Regions from separate parts of the Gossypium arboreum genome. Here region 2 is linked to region 1. Evidence: chromatin contacts called from public Hi-C data. All regions are on one chromosome and are shown on one strand. Each heading gives the region's core, a stretch centred on a gene start, on an enhancer-like site or on the middle of the called end of the contact. The rest is flanking DNA. Distances are from core to core; before and after follow the strand shown. Region 1 holds the start of LOC108461645 (vacuolar cation/proton exchanger 5-like). Region 2 holds the start of LOC108461395 (protein DNA-DAMAGE INDUCIBLE 1).

The links. Hi-C and Micro-C count contacts between places; a contact is called where the count stands out from the background.
Region 2: a contact with region 1 is called in a Hi-C map of leaf, with 4 times the contacts expected there. The contact joins the promoter of LOC108461395 here to the promoter of LOC108461645 in region 1. A contact is called at or near these places in 4 of 5 Hi-C or Micro-C datasets (all in leaf).

Annotation. Positions count from the first base shown.
Region 1 is chr13:107,644,503-107,648,613 of ASM2569848v2, reverse strand. LOC108461645 (vacuolar cation/proton exchanger 5-like) reads left to right here and starts at 2,512. Exons shown (of 12, transcript XM_017761545.2): 1 at 2,512-3,147; 2 at 3,693-3,734; 3 at 3,862-4,111. The coding sequence starts at 3,693. LOC108461111 (oleosin H1) reads left to right here and starts at 1,772. Exons shown (of 1, transcript XM_017760811.2): 1 at 1,772-2,370. The coding sequence starts at 1,844. The coding sequence ends at 2,194. LOC108461110 (cytochrome c oxidase assembly protein COX15) reads left to right here. Exons shown (of 7, transcript XM_017760809.2): 3 at 168-393; 4 at 489-734; 5 at 846-956; 6 at 1,072-1,203; 7 at 1,281-1,645. The coding sequence ends at 1,454.
Region 2 is chr13:107,827,591-107,831,611 of ASM2569848v2, reverse strand. LOC108461395 (protein DNA-DAMAGE INDUCIBLE 1) reads right to left here and starts at 2,769. Exons shown (of 16, transcript XM_017761237.2): 1 at 2,655-2,769; 2 at 2,465-2,568; 3 at 2,274-2,306; 4 at 1,894-2,021; 5 at 1,537-1,768; 6 at 1,283-1,348; 7 at 1,039-1,101; 8 at 904-948; 9 at 591-652; 10 at 285-378; 11 at 16-108. The coding sequence starts at 2,530.

The sequences.
Region 1 (4,111 bases), core at 1,263-3,762:
TATTTTGCTGCCATAATTGATTTATTTTTATAACTTCTATTATGTTCTTAACAAACATTGCTAATCAGCCAGGAGATGTGAAGTTTCATTCTTTTTAGTGCTTACCGCTTAGAATGAAAATTATCTATTAATGATTTAGTTTCATTTGAATAATCTGTATCATGCAGAGTAAACAAAGGGATGAGTATTGAAGATTTTAAATTTATATACTGGATGGAATATGCCCATCGAATGTGGGGGAGAGCCCTAGGCATGATGTTTGCATTGCCGTTCTCGTATTTTCTTCGTAAGGGATATATTACCATGCGCCTTGGACTAAGACTCTCTGCTCTATTTGCTCTTGGTGCTGGTCAGGGTTTAATTGGTTGGTGGATGGTTAAAAGTGGATTAGAGGTGAGAAGTAATTTGTTTTAATTTTATTTCACCGTCCTTAGTAAATATGAGTTTAAATTTGTAAATTTGTAGAATAATATTGTTTCTTCCTACAGGAACCAGCTTCGGAATATGTTGAGCCCCGAGTGAGCCCTTATAGACTTGCTGCTCATCTTACTTCTGCATTCGTTATTTACAGTGGCCTGTTCTGGACTGCTCTCTCTGTTGTAATGCCTGAACCTCCTGCCGAGTCATTAGCCTGGGTTCAAGGTGCTGCCAAACTCAAGAGGCTTGCAATTCCAGTGAGCCTCATTGTAGGCATTACCGCTGTTTCAGGAGCATTTGTTGCAGGAAACGATGCTGTAAGTAACTTATTTTGTTCATTTCTTGCAAATTTTTTCTTTCACAATAACCTTTTTAAAATCATTTGGGGTCTTTTCTGATTAGCAATCTGTGTATCCTTTAATTTCTAGGGCCGTGCATACAATACTTTTCCAAAGATGGGAGATGTGTGGGTTCCTGATAATATATTTGACTTGAAACCAACAATCCGAAACTTATTTGAGAATACATCCATGGTGCAGGTAATTTGTCTTCTCTATTATTTCCTGGTGCTCTTATGATTGCTTAGATAAGAAAATCAATTTAAATGCTGGTATCAGTTCATATATAGAGGGTATAATGCATTTCGTTTTCCAGCTTGACCATCGTATCCTTGCAACTACCACTTTAATCTCCATTTGCGGTTTATGGTGGTCGACCAAAAAGCTCGACATCCATCCAGCTATTCGAACTTTGGTTGGCGCCACTTTTGGCATGGCTGCTCTTCAGGTGATTCTCCTTCATTTAGACCCTGTTTTTTCTTTCAACAGTTTAAACACTAATAACATTATTTTTCATTCTTGTAGGTAACGTTAGGTGTATCAACACTTTTATCATATGTGCCTGTTTCACTTGGCACTGCACATCAGGCAGGGGCCTTGACCCTTTTAACACTGATGCTACTTCTCAATCACACTGTGAGGAGGCCATCAATGTCACTTTTGAAAACACTGCCTCAGGTGACAAAGACAGCTTGGTAGCCATTGTCTTTTAAGTATATTATTAGGTAGATTAATCAAACACTTCGATTTGTCATTTGGTTCACATATCGTTCCATTTTTTAAGGTCATTTTGATTGTAAAGACCTCAACAAGGAGAATGCATACTGATTTGTAATTTCGAAACTTGTTTGCTAGCACTGAAATAAAGTCTTATCGGCATATTTAAGAAAGCTGTACTTTAATTCAATAGCTAGCACGTGTCGTTTGAATGGACTAATGACGGCCACATGGAAGAGCGAAACCCCCACACATAGGTTCCAAGAAAAGCCTGAACAGCACGTCTTTTTAACCTCTTTCGGTTATAAAATCAGAGAATCAAGCCCTTTTTTAAGGGGAAAAATAACCAAAAACAAGAAAAGTTGAGAACAATGGCGGAAAGGAATGTGGTGTATGGCAAGTCAGTGATGTTGGCAGCACTGGCTGGTATGGCGCTGGCTGCACCGCTGCTAGGAATGATGGGGTTCAGCTTCTTGGCAACACTGACACTGCTATTTATAACGTCACCTCTACTGCTGATTTTCAGTCCACTGCTACTATTTGCCGGGTTGGTTCTCATGGGTGCTTTGGTTGGTTTCGGCATTGCTGCAACCATGGCTTTTGCAGGTGTCTCAACTTTGGCATGGATGTATAGAGAGATAAGAGGTAGTTTAGGAGTTGGTTCCAGGAGGGGTCAATTGGTGCCAGGGAGGTATTTGCAGCAAACAATACAGGAGAAATGAATCGCTTGAAACATTAGCCAATGTTCAATACCTGAAACAAGGGCATGGTCTGGTCTGGAAATCATGTACGTTGTGTTGTGTTGAAGTTTCTGTCAGCTTGAAAATGGAAATAAGTTGGTGTAGTGTTGTAAAGTCTCTTTCACATAAATTTAGAAATGGATGTGTTTTTTATTTTATTTTCTGGCTGGCTCAAGACTTGACCCAACAACACCAGACGTTGAACATTGGTCCTTTTTTTCCCATAAAGAAATATTTAGGCAGCATTGTCTGGCTTGACCATGGAAATGGAAACTCACATATTTTCTTTAGAAAAAAGTTAAGGCTTTAAATTTGGGATAAAAGTTAAATAAATATCGTTAATTTAAATCAATCATTACCTTATCATGAATATAGCTTTATGAAATTTGAGATGGGTTTGTATAGTGAAATCTGGATTCATATATTTAAATGTTTCCATTTTTGGAATTTTAGAACAAAATTTGATCAATCAAACAAATACAAATAACAGATTATTTTGAATTAAAATAAAAATGGGGATCCGATCCGCCAGACTACATTACTTAATTTAATCTAACATTAGTGAACTTTTCAAGTTTAACAGTTTTTTTCCTTTGTTTTCTCCAACCTTCAATTTAAGGGGAATTTTCTTTTTTTTCTTTTTTTTAAGAAAGGGAAACAATGAAAGACAGGCAATTCAAATTAGTAGGAAAAATTATACGAAGAAAACGGAAAATCAGAACTTAGCTACACTACATATAACCCCCTAAATACGAAGTTAGAATCCAGTCTCATTCATACGGTCTCGTCGTTAAGGGTTCTCTTTCTTACCAAAAGAAAAAAAAAACAGTATTTTTTTTCTTTTGGGTAAAGAATATTATTTTGTTTCTTTTTTTTTTTTGCAGGGGGTTTTTTATTCATACCCAACTCAGATTTTCTAAAGATTTATAATAAAGGTTAGTCCTTTCTCAGATCCATTGATGTATTGACAACTTTTGTTGGTTCCCCTTTGTTCTGGAGATTGTTTATTTAAGCATTCATAGATGTTAATATTTGATGCTATTTTTGGCAAACAGGAATCTATATTTCTTGTTTCTTTGTTCTGTCTTTATTCTATTGTATGCTATTGATTGTTTGGAAATTTGAATCTGTTACATGTTTTCATTGATTTGATGTAGCTGGTTTCTATTTTTATGCATACAAGTCTTAGAAAACCAATTTCTTAAGTTAGATTTTATTATAGCATGAATTGATAGACAAGTATGGTAGGGGGATAAACTTGAAAGATGAGATCTTGATTTGGAATTTTATTTCATTATTGCAATTTCAGGGTATTGTAAGCGTACTTGCTAATATTATGCTTTTTTTTTCCTTCTTTGGAACAAATTTCAATTGTGCTGTTGTTATTTAGACATTGAGGAATTAAAAACTAAGCACATGGTTTTGTAATGCTTTTATGTTAATGGCCATGGAGAACTTATTGCTCTTTTGATATGTGAAGATGGATTACAAGCTGCAAGTCGGAGTTCAATCCCACCTTGAAGTATGCTATTATTCATTTTTAATGTTTTACCCTTCTCCATTTCTTTCCCCCTACCCTGCATTTCGGGTTGCTAATTTGATCTTTCGAGTTTATTTTACTCTGTGTTTGTAATGTTCTCTTGAAGCAGATGGGATCACTAGAAGATAGGTCAATGCAAGATCTCCATGATGAATGCCTCCATTCCCCTGAAACAGATGCTCGAAAAAATCAGACTACTTATTCAAATGAACCGTTACCATTTTCTGATGGTCGTCTGCCTGCTGGCTGTAATAATATGATAGGACATGGTGTCTATAGGAGCATAAAGACTGTAGTTTTCTCTAATAAACTCAACTTGCTCATGCCTTTCGGGCCTCTAGCAATCCTTGTTCACAAGT
Region 2 (4,021 bases), core at 1,520-4,019, 180 kb before region 1:
AAGAGATGAAGCTACCTGGTGTTTACGGAGCATATCCAATCCAAAGAGGAACTCCATATTGGGAGAGTCCAAAACCAAGAAGGAGCAAGGATAAAATATCTCCCCAATCTACAAGAGAAACCATGAAGTTGGATGCAACATTAAGCATAATGAGCAAGTAAAGAATTGTAATAAATGAGACATGTGATGAGGATAACTTATTGGACAAATTTCATATAAAAGCAACCAAAAAGGAAAAGAAGATTACGAAGTGTTTTATACTAGAAAAACAATTGACATACTACCTTAATTGGAGCAACATGAATTCGTCCTAGTATCTCGGATTGACCAACTCCATGAGCAATACCTTTATACCTTTGATCCATAAGCCTCAGCAATCTGGAGGAAACAACACCAAAACAGCAAGACTAGTATCAACAAAATTGCCCTTTTCAAGAAGCCAGACACAATGTAAATTACAAGCCCCCACACCTTCTCCATGTAAGGAGGGACAGGAATATTTCAATGACTAATGCAATTAAGCTACGATGACTTCTATAGCAGAAGGAACTTTCTAGATATCAAAAAGGCAAAACGTTAGTAGTACATACCCACATCGCTCAGCACAGCTTTTAGAAATAATTGTTGACTGGGCACCACTATCAACAAATGCCTAAAAAAAATTATAAAGTAAAAAAAATTAGTATTCTCAGAATCCTGTATTCAAACATCAAGAGTATATACAAATAAAATAATGCAAAATTTCAACTAGAAAATCAATAAACAACTGCAGAAGTGTTCCTTGGATGTGCACAAAAGAAAGGAAAAGTATCACAAAAGGTATGACGGAAACCATACGCTACAATCTCATAATGGTGATCCTTGTGAAATATGTGTGTGTAAAGGACCTGCCATCTAATTTACCTTCAATGGGACACCATTAACCTCCATGTCCACGTACAGCATAACCTGATTAGTACGACAAGAAGATTACATTCTAAAGGGGAAAAATAATAAATTTAAATGGGTAAACTTCGCAAGGAAAGCGAGCCTACATACCACCCTTGCAAAGCCTTCAGGATTATATTCTAAGGCAGCAGCCCAGTTCTCATCAATCCCTTTCTGCATCAATATTGCAAAAGGTCAAATAGCCAAAATATCATATTGTCCAGGAAAAGGAATCGAGTGCTAAGTATGGAGATACCACAATCCTTTGTCAAACTGTAAATTAATATACAAACACATTTCAAAAGGAAATAAGATACAATTAAGTTAGATTGATCGAATGTTGAGGAAAACTAACCTGCCGAATGGCAGCCTCAATTTTCTTTTGTGCTTCAACATCAAAAGGATCAGCTTGTAGAAGAGCCTATGGGGCAAGATTAAGTAAATGTGCATCAATCAAAGAGATGATCAAGCAAATACAATTTTATCATAAGTATGATCATGCTGTTCTAGTATTTTATAAGTTTTCTCAATAATTTTATCAAATCATGATACATTCACCACTGATTCACAACCAACTAAAGGCATAGACAACTAATATAAGCTACTCACAAGCTCCTCCTCCTCTTGTTGTCGCAATTCAGATCTTCGTTGATGACGAGCTCGGAGAATCTCCTGCAGTTTGTTGAGATCGTTTCCGACAACGGCTTGAGCAAGCTCAGGATCAGTCTGAAATAATTGTCCAATTAGATTAGAATCCTGTCGAATCTGTTGTTGGAAAGCTGCAGGATTCACGGCAGATCCATCAGGATTCAAGCTCAAGTCATTCCTAGATGCACTGCCACTGCATTGACAGTACACATCCATGTTAAAAATCTCATAACAAGCATCCAAGTCAGGTCAGTGATATTTCAACAGATGAGATTAAAAAGAGTCAACGTCAAAAAACAAGATAAGAAAACTACTTGCCTTGAAGCAACACCAGAGACCATCATAACTAGGTCATCATCCTTAACACCCAAAGCACTCAATTTCTCAGAGTTGTTCATTTCCCTTCCATTAAACAACAGTTGCTGCTGCTGCAATGGCACCATAGTCTGCCCATAAAACCCAAACAAGCTCTAACCTATTAGCATAAACTTCGATCCACCTCCAACTCTCAAAACTTCTTTTGGGGAAGGAAGGGATAAAAATTGTATTTTTTATCAACTAACGTAAGCTAATGAATCTCAATAATCAACTTTCAAGAACCCCAAAACTAAGGAAAGACAATGGTTTCAGTTAACCCCCAAAAGGATTAAATAATTTAAAAAGGAAACATAAAGAAAAAAACGGTACTAATCTCTTACCTCAACTTCTAGCAAAGCTTTCAAATTTTCAACCTATTAGAAACAAAGGAAAATACCAAAATCAGCAAAATAAGTATAAAGATTGAGGAAAAAGGGGTAGCTTTCAAAACAAATTCAATCTAATAAAACAAGTAAAAAAAATCAGCAAAAAGGAGTAAAGAATTAAAAGAAGGGATTAAAGGGTGCTTAACAGTTTCATGAGGATCAACATCCAAGCTAAGGATCTGTTCATCTGCAGTCATTACAGTAATTCTCATCCTGGCAGTAGCTTTAGATCTTCTTCGTCTCTTGTTAGCTGAAGGGTTTGATTTTATGAAAGTTTTGGGGTTAACAAATAATTAGTAATATATAAATAGAAGAAAAGAAAGGACTTTAATTTACCTTTGTTTGAATTTACTTTATATTGGATGTTGTTTCTTACGACAGAGTTTCAGTTCCCTTCGCTCTTTTAACTTGTTGTCGAAGTAGGTGCAAGTGATTCTCCACAATGGGGTCTAGAGTTAATCGCTTACATGTCATACTTTTATTGGTAGTCTTCCACTGTACGTTTTCTTTTAGATAAGTATATCAATATCGATTTTGGTCTATGATACTAAATTTAAATTCCTTAAAAAAAAAAAAAGGTAAATATACAGATATTTTTAAGTTTTCTAAATATATGTTATAATTTTAGAATTATAATTAAAATAATAAATTTTGTAAACATTGAGGACTGAATTTATTATTAGCTTAATAAAAAATTGACATTAAATTTTGTTACTCTCTTAGGACAAAAGTAACTAAAATATTTAATTTGAAAAATTAAGTAATTAAACTAAAAATATTAATAGTGGGTGACTAAAATAGAATAAATTGAATAGTTAAGTAATTATGCCTTTTTCTTTTTTATTCATGACATTATTTCAAATGAAGCTTAAAGGTGAAAATACCTCTTTAGTCCTCAATTTCAACATCGAAACGAATTAGTCCTTCTTAAAAAATTAAAACAATTTAATTCTTAAAGATTTCAAAAGTGAGTAACTAAAGACAATTAATCATGAAAATTGATATTTTCTATCAATCGTATGTAGTTTTGATTGATTAATAACAAATTAAGTCATTAATGTTTATATATTATATCAACTTGATCATGATTCTAAAAAATATTTAAAAAATATATAAAATTTTAAAAATTAAAAGATAATATATAAAAACTTTAGCTTAAAATATATATTAAAAAATAAAATTTATAAATTTTGAGAGTTAAAATTATTATTAACTAATAAAATTATGTAAAATTAATAAAAAACTAATATTGTATTTAAAATTGATAGGAATAAAATTTATTTGATTGTTTTAAAGAGGAGGTGAAAAATGATATTGACCGCCTAAACGGGAAAAGTTGAGGTGTTTCAACAATTGAGTTGGGTTCAGACTGTGCGGTTGGATTCAAATTATTAAATAATATAATGGTTCTTATGTCCGATTGCAGAACCTAGCTCCTTTATTCAATCCATGTATTTCCATTGCCTTTTCTAGTTATTCACAACTTCCATCTCTAAACCCAAAAGTTAACCAAGTCTCCATTAGTATTTAGTATTTATTTATATATTATGTAATTTGTTTTATCATAATTCACTTCATATTTTAGTTTTTGTATTGAATTCAGTGACTGATTACTAAGAGAATTTTTAATTTAAATCTTTTATGATTTATAAAATTTTAAATTAATAATAATAAAATAGTATTTTATGTCTAAAATAATAAAA